Linked DNA regions of Bos taurus: region 2 is linked to region 1. A link is a contact called in public Hi-C data. All regions are on one chromosome and are shown on one strand. Each heading gives the region's core, a stretch centred on a gene start, on an enhancer-like site or on the middle of the called end of the contact. The rest is flanking DNA. Distances are from core to core; before and after follow the strand shown. Region 1 overlaps SORBS1 (sorbin and SH3 domain containing 1). Region 2 overlaps SORBS1 (sorbin and SH3 domain containing 1).

Region 1 (4,922 bases), core at 1,073-3,572:
TGTGGCACTCTCTCACCCCGATGGCTTGTAAGCTTCACGAATATCCTATTCTAACACAGCATTTCTTATCTACCACTTTGCTTCTCATTGAATTCTTTCTGCGCTGAGACATAAAGAACTGGAACTCCTCAGTGTTTCCTGAAACACCACCTAATGGTTTCACATTGAGATGTTGGTCTTCTAACCCCCTAGACCTGGTTGTGTAGTTGGTCTCCAGAGTTTCCCAGAACTCACGTGCAGCTCTGCGTGTGTGGGGCACGTGACAGAACATGACAATTCTAGACTGTTGGGGTTTGAGTGAAACTCAAACACGATCTCATTACATATAAGAAACAAACAAAGCCTGGGGAGGGTGGGTTGTCCCAGGGCAGGTGGCCAGTAAGGGCCCAGGAGGTTACCGGAATGAGAACTACTGTCCCTTCCTTGGCCAGTCCAGCAGACCGAGAGTGTCCGAAGAGCTTTCACCCAAAGCCAAGCAGCTAAAAATGAAAAAGGATTGAGAGGCTATCTCCATTCTGGCTAGCATTTAGTTTTCGGAAGTTTACAGGAATAATTTTAGGAGGAAAAGGGCGTTATTAGAAACAGACTGATCACAATAGCTTATAAAATGGGAATGATTTAAATTCACATGGTTATTAAAGTTTTAGGATTTCTTGTTGGCTTTTGTTTTTATGAAGCTCCTTTCCTATAATCTACTGAATATTTTGGAAGGTACCAGGGACCAAAAAACTAACAGCTCTGCTTCACCAAAACATCAGGGACTTCTGTCATCCAGTTTTATATTTTTGTCTGCTTATTATAAAAAGGGAAACTAAGAAATGTTCAAGTTCCTTCAAGTTCAGTAGTTCAGCTCCATTTGAAAGAAAGAAAAAAAAAAACTGGAACTATTTAAGAGCAAATATAATTAGTAGATTTGTATAAATGTCTCCAACATGGTAATTTTATGAGCAAACCACATTATACAGAGTACATGATATGTTTCAAAATTAATATAATGATTGGATATCTGTAAAGAATACTGAAAAATTACATTATTGCTGTCTTTCCTTCCCCTCTTATTTAAAAAGGCATAAATCCCTTAAAGAAAAAAAACATGTTTCACTCCACAGACAACTATTTTTCTATCACTGTAAATGTAGTTTCCACATTTAAAAAGGGGGATACCAAAATGATTCTTTGCTGAACCTCAAGATCCTTTGATATGTCAAGATAAGATTTTAAACTGATACTGAAAGTCAGGAGTTACAAAGGCTGGAGTTATATAGGCTGAGAGGGCCATCCAGATACAGATGATGGTCTGGGGACTGCAATAAATTGGGACTCATATGCTCTCACATGATGGGTCAATGGCTGTTCCACTCCAGCCCATACCGTTCCATGTAAGAATATGGCTCAGCACTGTTAGATATTCTCATTGTGCACAGCAGCTAGAAACCCAATCATGTGAAACTTCCCCAACTTTGAAAATTCTGGTCACTTACTTTAAAATTTTTTTAAATACTGGTGTTTTATAGACAGTTAGTTTGAAGGACAAAATGCTATAAACATGATTAATTCAGGAAGTAAATTCAGTGCCTAGAAACACAAATTTATTGGAAAATGAAGAATGGATTCTATACACTTTTTTTTAATATACTCTTTTTTAAACCTATATTATTCCCTTATAATAGCTTTTCTCTTGCCCAAGGGGAATGAGGATGGGAGAATACATAAATTTGAGGAAAAAGATTGAAATTAGCTGTTAGAAAGCAAGAAGGGTAAAGATACCTTTACTTCCTTCTTTAATTAAAATAATAGAAATTGATTTAAGAGTATTTTCAGCTTTTGAGTCCATGTTGGGACAATTCCAGAAGTTGTACATTTCATCAAAGTCAGGCTGCCTTGAACATAGCAATTTTCCCTAAACTTTTTGTCTAATCAGAAATGCCACCCAGAGGTACCCAGAGGCAGCCACTTTTATAATGGTATGCTAATGGTTTATGTGACTAAGTTAGAAGGCATGATAACCAGATGGGGGAATGTCATCTATTTAAAATGTAAAAGTACTATGCATGCTGTGGGTACACGTGCATCTGGGGTGGAGGGGTGGTGTTCTTGACCCTTCTTCTCACAAAAGCCTAAGAACCAATACCTGATTATAAAAGTGAAAGTTCAATTGTGCAAGTTCAAACACAGATAACGTAGTCATTTTTTTTTCTCAAACATACTCCTGCAGGATCCTTTTTTTTTTTTCTTTTAAATCAGTGATGGGATCAGCAGACCGGAGAAAATCTCTCTTACTGAGGAAAACAGAGTGAGTCATCTCTATGCTGATAAGAGACTGCAGGACGAGGGCACTGCTGTGAAGCAGGTATCAGGCGGTGCCTAGTCTAAATGAGTCAGTGGAGCAATCAAGATCATTTCTTTCCATGACATTCAGTGATCACTGGAGATGATGTTGACGGCCTTATCTCAGTGGCATCCCCAAGCACAATCTAACATTTACTTCCCCAAACCTGGTGAGGAGGATGGGGGACTGAAAAATATCTCACTATTTGTAGTGACTAGATAGAAAAGGAGAAAGTATCTTGTTTTTACACATGGTTGGCTGGCAAATGTGATACAAGTCCTGTTTGTTTTAAAAGTATAAAATCAAATGTGTAAATCTCTTAGAGAAACATCAACACCTACGAAACGTGGCTGCTGCACAGAACGAATGTCATGGCTCTGTAGAACACAAAAATGTTGGCCAGAAAACAGCTTTATGAACCTCTGGGAAGACAAACGAACATGCTAGCCCAGGAAGATACTTTTAGACAATGACCCCTGTAGAAATGAACCTCGAAAGAGCACACACTCCAGACAGTGTAGTGATCTGCTCATTAGTCCTAGACACTGGATTCAGTCTCCGCTTTCAAAAAAAGTTACAACTTGGGCAAATTACTGACATTTTCTGACAGGTGCTGAGATTTTTAAAACAAGGAAAATGAGTTTGGGAAGATCATTTTGAATGAACTCTGGGGTTAGGGGCTATCAACCACAACAGATTCCAAATCCCATGTTCTGATCCACAATGCAATAATAAGACTTTGCTCTACAGGGCGGCAGGGAGATGGCCCATTGAAACGAATACAGTTTGTGCCTCAACTCATGGCAACTACACCCACCCCATTTGAATTCACATTTGTCTAAGGTGGCTGAGTAAAATATTAGCCTGAAACAGCCTTGAATCCTTTTTGAAAGAGCCAAAGAGGAAATGAAATTGGCCTGATTGACATTTTTGTAACACAAAGAAATGTGAAGGTCAAGGTAAAGAGGCTGTAGGGGAACAGAATTTGCCACCCCAAAACATATCTCTTTGGCATATTAATTATGTTAAGCTGGTTATAGTTTCTAAGAAACCACAGACATGGGAAAAATTCTGAAAACCAAACAGAAGTGACCCTTTTAGAAGAAACACTTACAGGTAAATCTTCATTTGTAAGGGTGTGTCCCTGTTGTACCGGGTAGAGGAGGATGATGAGACCTCTAGAAACTCTTATCAATGGATAAGATGATGACTAATCTACATAACAACCTTACCTTAGTTTACAGTCCTTTTCCTGGTCAACTCCCATAACTGACTCTCATCCTCTTTTATCTAAGGACAGTATCGAAAACTAGAGTATTGGACACTTAGGGGAGTTACTTGAGTTTTCCTGGGTCTCTCCCTTGCATGCAGGTTGTTACACTTTTGTTCAGTTTTCTCCTGTTAATCTGTCTGATGTCAGTTCAAATCTTAGACCAGTCAGAAAGACCTAGAACAGTAAAGGAAAATTTCTTCCCAAAGCCTCACACCAAGTTGCTGATGAACATGAAGCGTTACAACAAATAAAGGCAATGGCCATTGAACCAACAATGACCTTGGTCAACATGCACATCAAGCAAGAGTCCCAGTAAAAACAAGAAGTGAAGGAACTGTAGATTTTTCTAGGTCATTTGTTAAGCCGAGAAGAGGTACTATTATTCTTTTGAAAGATAATACATAAACCAAAAGATTTAGGACAAAAGGGTGGAGACTGAAAAGGAAGTTCCCTTCATATACCACTGCCCTTCTCCAAGGTTACTCATCTCCAGCAGCTCCTCCTAAGATGACCCACATACACATGAGCAATGAACCACTATTCTGCACACCTGGCTATTTTTTTACAAAACATAAGGGAGATAGTACCATTTATAAATGTCCCACCACTTAAGTCTCTGGGGGCATGGGAAGGTACCAAAAAAACATTTTTCCCTTCATTCCTAAAACCACTTGCTGAAAAGGAAACAGGAGAAATCCTCACCCTATGACTGCCAGTAGGTTTCCTTCTTTTTAATCTTATTTAGGTTCCACTCGGAGAAAAGATGACGAGTGAAAACCAGGGTTGCTGTCAATCGTCATGGACATTCCACTGAAACCTTCATTTTGCCATAAATCAGTGGTTTCAGATATAGAATACTACCCAATAAGTGCTCATTTTCCAGAGATTAGATACTTCCTAAGTCTCACTGAGAATATTTTCACTGAAACACAAGGGTCTTGAGATACATGGAAGAGCAAGTGAGGGCTGCCCATTACCCCGGGCAACTGGAAACAGCACATTTCAGCATGCTGCTTAGCCCACTGCCCTCAACAGCTGCACAGTTTTCCATGCTTTTTGTCATTTGCACAAAAGGCCTTTAAAAAACAAAACAAAACCAAGCCTGGAGAAAAAGTGGAAATGTTTCAAAGAAGAGAATCTTGAAGACATCCAAGAACGTCTGGGGAGGGCTAACCTGAGGCTCACAGGGCAGCCAGAGACGGTGGGACCCTAAACCCGGGAGAGGGAGGAGGCGGACAGGCTTTGAGTTGGTAACTTTGGGAAGGGGGCAAAAGTGTCTCTGGGGGCTGGAGATAACCAGACTAAAGAGATTTCCCAGGT
Region 2 (4,922 bases), core at 1,742-4,241, 51 kb after region 1:
TCAATAAACATTTTTATAGTAATATTTTTACTTCTGAACAAAGTATATGTATCAACCATTTTTTAATGTGATTATCTTTTCAATGGGAAAAAAAAAAGCCAAAGAATTTAACCTTCCAACTCTCCTGAACAAAGGAAGCAAGCTCATTTGGGGGCACCATCAAATAGCCACCCTGAAGAGCAGCCCTAGAGATTAAATGAAATCCCTGCTCACAGCACAACCCTTTTTCAACAGACAAGAAAACAGCCCTGAGAGAAGAGCGCTGTGCATGGCCTAAAAAGGCTTTGACTGCATTCAGGGCCAGCTGAGATGGGGAACACTGGGGGATATAAACAGTGTGTCAGACATAAAGCAGTTCAGGTTTTACACAATCACGGCAACAAAGTGAGATTGATTCGGGTCTGAATTAAGCTCTTTATATTGTTTCTACTTAAAAAGGAAATGTATTGACTACAGTCCTCCTCACAGATTTATCTTCCCTGACATCAGGCACATTCATAACCTATTTTAAATTCCAAGGAACAATGCTGGGGTTTAGGAAAATGAATACCAGTGTGTTGCACCAGAATGTTTTGGAGGCTGGGAAGAAGCTTCTCTGGCTTTTAATTGCTCAGGAAACAGGCGTGTTGTAGATGGTTTTCTTATCAGCCCTAACTTCCAGTTAGAAGACCGCTTGTCCAGGATGCAGGAACTTTTAGAGCGGGTCTGTCTTTGGAAGATTCGCTTTGGAGTAATCTTAGAGACCATGTGTGGTATCACTTCAGCTTTTCTCCTCTCTCGTAACCATCTCCTCCTTTCAGATGTCACCACAATTCGTCAAGCTCAGGCCTGAATTACCTGAACTTGGGATGTCTCATCTCCCGCCTCCAGGCTTCACCAAGGACTGTGGGCACTGATCTCCCCAAGGCCAGCCTGACCATGTCCCACCCAGGGCTCCCCACAGCCTTTAGGACAGCAGGACCATCTGACCATCACCCAGAGAGGGACACCTGAGAGATAGGGGGCTCCATTAATAATCACATTGGAGTAAGAGGCAGAGCCACCCTAGAAGCAAATTGGAAGGTGAGGTCATCAACTGTAGAACAAATCCAGTCTCTTTACCATAAGCTTGAATTCAAGACTCTCCACCCTCTGGCCCCAGCTTACCTTTCCAGTCTTTCTGCATTTTGCAGGTCCAATTCCAATGGACCTGTAGTTACACAGCACATCCTGGGCTTTACTATCCCTGTGCATTTGTTCCCAGCATTTCCTCCTCCTGCCTCCACCCGACCCCAGCGCTGGCCAGAGCACCACCTACAGAGGTCTAACTCCTACTCTCCCTGCAAGGCTTTTGTGTGTTAGTCACTCAGTCATGTCTGACTCTTTGTGACCCCCATGGACTGTAGCCCGCCAGACTCTCCTGTCCATGGGATTTTCCAGGCAAGAATACTAGAATGGGTTGCCATTTCCTTCTCCAAGGGATCTTCCCCACCCAGGGATTGAATCTGGGTCTCCTGCGTTATAGACAGATTCTTTACCATCAGAGCCACCAGGGAAGCCCTACTCTCCCTGCAAAACCCAAGTTAAATGGTGCCATTCTTGACTGCATTCATTCAACAAGTATTTACTAACTGCACATTATGTGTTGGGCACATAGTGAAGAAGGCTGAAAAAGTTCCACCTCTTATGGAACTTTGGTGTATGTGGTGGGGGGTGGTGTACACAATTGTGACAGCAGGTAGTAAGGATGGAAACAGGGTGATATGCTGGAAGCTCCTTGGTTAAGTTTTTGTACCCCAGTACCCCACAGGGCTGGGGCTCCTTAAAGGTCGTGCCCAAGAGACCCAACGTACAGTCCTGTTGAACCCCCCACACACCTCTAGACACAACAGGCACTCACCAAACATTTGATGAGCAAAGAATTACTATTAGAGAAGTTTCCTCATTTAGTCTGGAGACAGCATTCCGACAAGGAGTTCCAAGTTCTCCACAAATCTGTATGCGATCCAAGGGGAGCCTAAATTTCCACCAACCTTAGAGAAACGCCCCACATCCAAGAGCTGTGCTTCCCCTTCCACACTGATGCTAGGAGGGGACTAAGGTTACCTGCTTTGACATTACGTTGCTTCTCCAGAGGTTAAGTGACTCACCCAAGCCCACACCACTAGGGAGTGAACCCCTGGAGAGGTCAGAAGATGACACAGCAGCAGTAGGATGTAATGACCGGATAAACGACCAGAGGAGTCACTGGGCAGAGGGTGTCTGGAGTGGGGAGGTGACTCTGGCAGCTCATGTGGCCAGAGAGCTTCAGAAAGGAGGTCTTGGGGCGGGGCCCAGGTGATAGAAGGCTGGGAGGGCCAGCAGGGGAAAGGCGCTGCGATGGAAGCTTGGCAACGGAGGGAGAGCCTGACACAGGGGTCACAGGGGAAGGCCTGCTGAGGCCAAAGTCTCACCTGGTGACATATACCACGCAAGACAAGAACACACACATGCTTTGCCTGTACCTGACCTGGAAGAGGGGGCTCCGCCACTGACAATGTGCAGATAAAACTGCTCAGAGAAGCTCAAGTAAGGGCCATGGGTGCCCAGGCTTTCCCAGACATGTCTGCAGCTCTACCCTGAGTGGCCCTGGCGGACAAGAGTCCGATTAAACAGTAACTAGTAACAAAGGAGCTTGGCAAGCGTCACGGTCACTTCCAAGGGCAACTGCAACATGGGTACCCCCTTCTCAGACATTCCGGTGGTGAGTGGTCATAGTGACCACTTCCTTTTACGAAGGAAAAAAACAGACAATTAGCTGCATCTGTTCTTATTTCGGTGATACCCAGAGACAGTCGAATGAGTTCCTGGCAGTCAGGACTGGACCCACCCACCTCTCACCTGCTGCAGCTCCGCAGCCCTGGGCCACCCTGGGCTTACTGGAATTTTTCCTCTAGGCCTCCACTCTCCACAACCACCACGCCAGCCCCTCGGGAATCAGTGAGGAACCCAAACTGCAAACATCCCCTAAGGTACAACACAAGTCCCTGAAGGCAAGGGAACAACTCAGGTGGGCTTTCCAGGTGGCCTTCTACGCACCCTATGCCTGAGGTAAAGACACACCCAGGCCCCCCAGGGGCAGGAGTGCTCAGCCTCAGAGCACTGACATCTGGTGTGGGGTAACTTGGTGGTGGGGCCATCCTGCACTCCAGGATATATGAGGAGCATGCCGGCCTCTACCCACCAAAAGCCAGGAGCACCCCCTACATGACAAGCGAAGTCTCTCCAGACATCACCAAATGTCCCATAGGAGTAAAACTGCCTCCACAGAACCATGGCTGAAGGGCTCGCTCCCTAAATGTGCTATTCTGTATATCCCCAAATATTCAGACTCCTGACGCTCCCAGTACTATAAAACACCTTAGGGGTTACAGGCAGAGCTTTTGATCAGGTGGATATGGGCTGGAGTCCTGGCTCTACGTCTTACTATCTCTGTGACATGAGGCACATCACAGCCTCTTGGAGCCTCAGTTCCTTCATCTATAAAATGGGAGCAATCAACAGCACCTCGGCCATGGCAGTTACATAAAAATGACACATAAAGACTGCCAGGCACAGTGGGGATCTGATAAACGTTAGTGAGTTTTTACAGGCCTGGAAAATTCCTTTTAGCCAAGCCTAGAGTTTAATCTTCTATTTCTTTGGTTTCTGATCTTCTCCCCCCACCCCCCACCCCCCCCCTACACTTCCTATGCCCTTTCCACCTGTTAAATGCCTTTGGTCTTAACCTTTGGTCTTAAGGAATCCTTCCTGCTGGTTCAAAGGCATCTGAGGTTAAAGTGAAGGAAAGAACACACACACACACACACACACACACACAGAATCTTTCAGCTCCAACCCTGCCCCGACCAACTCTCCAGACAAAGGGTTCCATTGTTGTCTAAAAACAAACTTTTCCACAGGGAGGCCTTAAAAGAGCCATAACAGTCTCGAAGTCTCCAGACTCTCCTAGTTTTCATCCCTATTCTGCTCCTGACCCTGGCATAGCCCTTCTCCTGGGCCTCAGTTTCCTAATCCATAAAGTAAGAGATTTAGACCCTGGAGATCACCAAGATTCTGTGCTATACTGGAATGCCGCAGCACAGAGGGCGGCTGGACCCACATTTTCAGTAAGTGCTTAAGAAGAAATAAGTGTTACAAAGACACATCTTTCCCCCTTTTCCCTAGGTTCCCCTGAGAAATGAAATCCTGCCATTCTGAGACCTTGGGCAAATTAGTTCATCTGTCTTATCCTGCTGCCTTATCTGTAAAATGGGATAATAGAGGCAGAAATGAGGTCAAGATTACGAGACAACGATCATGAAAGCACCTGGCACAGAGCTAACACACACACTAGGTATTCAAAATATGTCTGCTTTCCGTTCTGGGCTCTCCATCTGAAATCCTGTACTGTAACTCTGGGTCACTCTCCTTCTCTGGGAAGTCCTTCCATCTGCCCTTTCCCCAGGCTCTATCCAAGCCCTCCTCTGTCAGGAAACCTTCTCCACACAAACTCGTTTTTCTAAAGGTCCAAGGCCACAGTTTCCCAAAAGCTGACTTGGGGAGTGGGGTGGGAGGGGCAGGTGGAGAGGAGGGGGTAGGAGTTCACTAAAAGCCAGTTCCCTGCTCTGAGAATTTCCTTTCTGTGAATCCAGGAAGATTAACCCCTCCCCTGCTCCACTCAGAATGGAGCAGAGACCTCAACACTGTCCTGGCTGAGATTTTATACGCCCCTTATGTCAGGGTCTCATAAGCACCCTGAGAGGGCAGGGTGAGTCTGAATATTCTTCTCCTCCAAATTCTTCATCCAACCTGATCACCCAGAGCCTCTCCCCTACACCCACTGCCCACTCCAGGAAGATGTTTCTTTGCTCACCCCCATAGGGCAGCCTCACAAATTCACAGATCTCCAGCCCAGATCCTTC

Evidence for each region. A called contact is a pair of places that touch in the nucleus more often than the background predicts.
Region 2: a contact with region 1 is called in a Hi-C map of liver, with 7 times the contacts expected there. The contact joins two enhancer-like sites. A contact is called at or near these places in 2 of 11 Hi-C or Micro-C datasets (liver and skeletal muscle).

What each region holds. Positions count from the first base shown.
Region 1 is chr26:16,982,014-16,986,935 of ARS-UCD2.0, forward strand. All of the region lies in intron 2 of SORBS1 (sorbin and SH3 domain containing 1), which reads right to left. Among named protein-coding and RNA genes, the nearest start is that of SORBS1, 69 kb to the right of the region's middle. Within about 2 kb of position 2,323, at least 10 of the 102 cell types and tissues checked have an H3K27ac peak or open chromatin away from gene starts, as enhancers often do. A contact at or near this core is called in liver, where this site is marked.
Region 2 is chr26:17,032,745-17,037,666 of ARS-UCD2.0, forward strand. The region is part of intron 1 of SORBS1 (sorbin and SH3 domain containing 1); the gene reads right to left. Among named protein-coding and RNA genes, the nearest start is that of SORBS1, 19 kb to the right of the region's middle. Within about 2 kb of position 2,992, at least 12 of the 102 cell types and tissues checked have an H3K27ac peak or open chromatin away from gene starts, as enhancers often do. A contact at or near this core is called in liver, where this site is marked.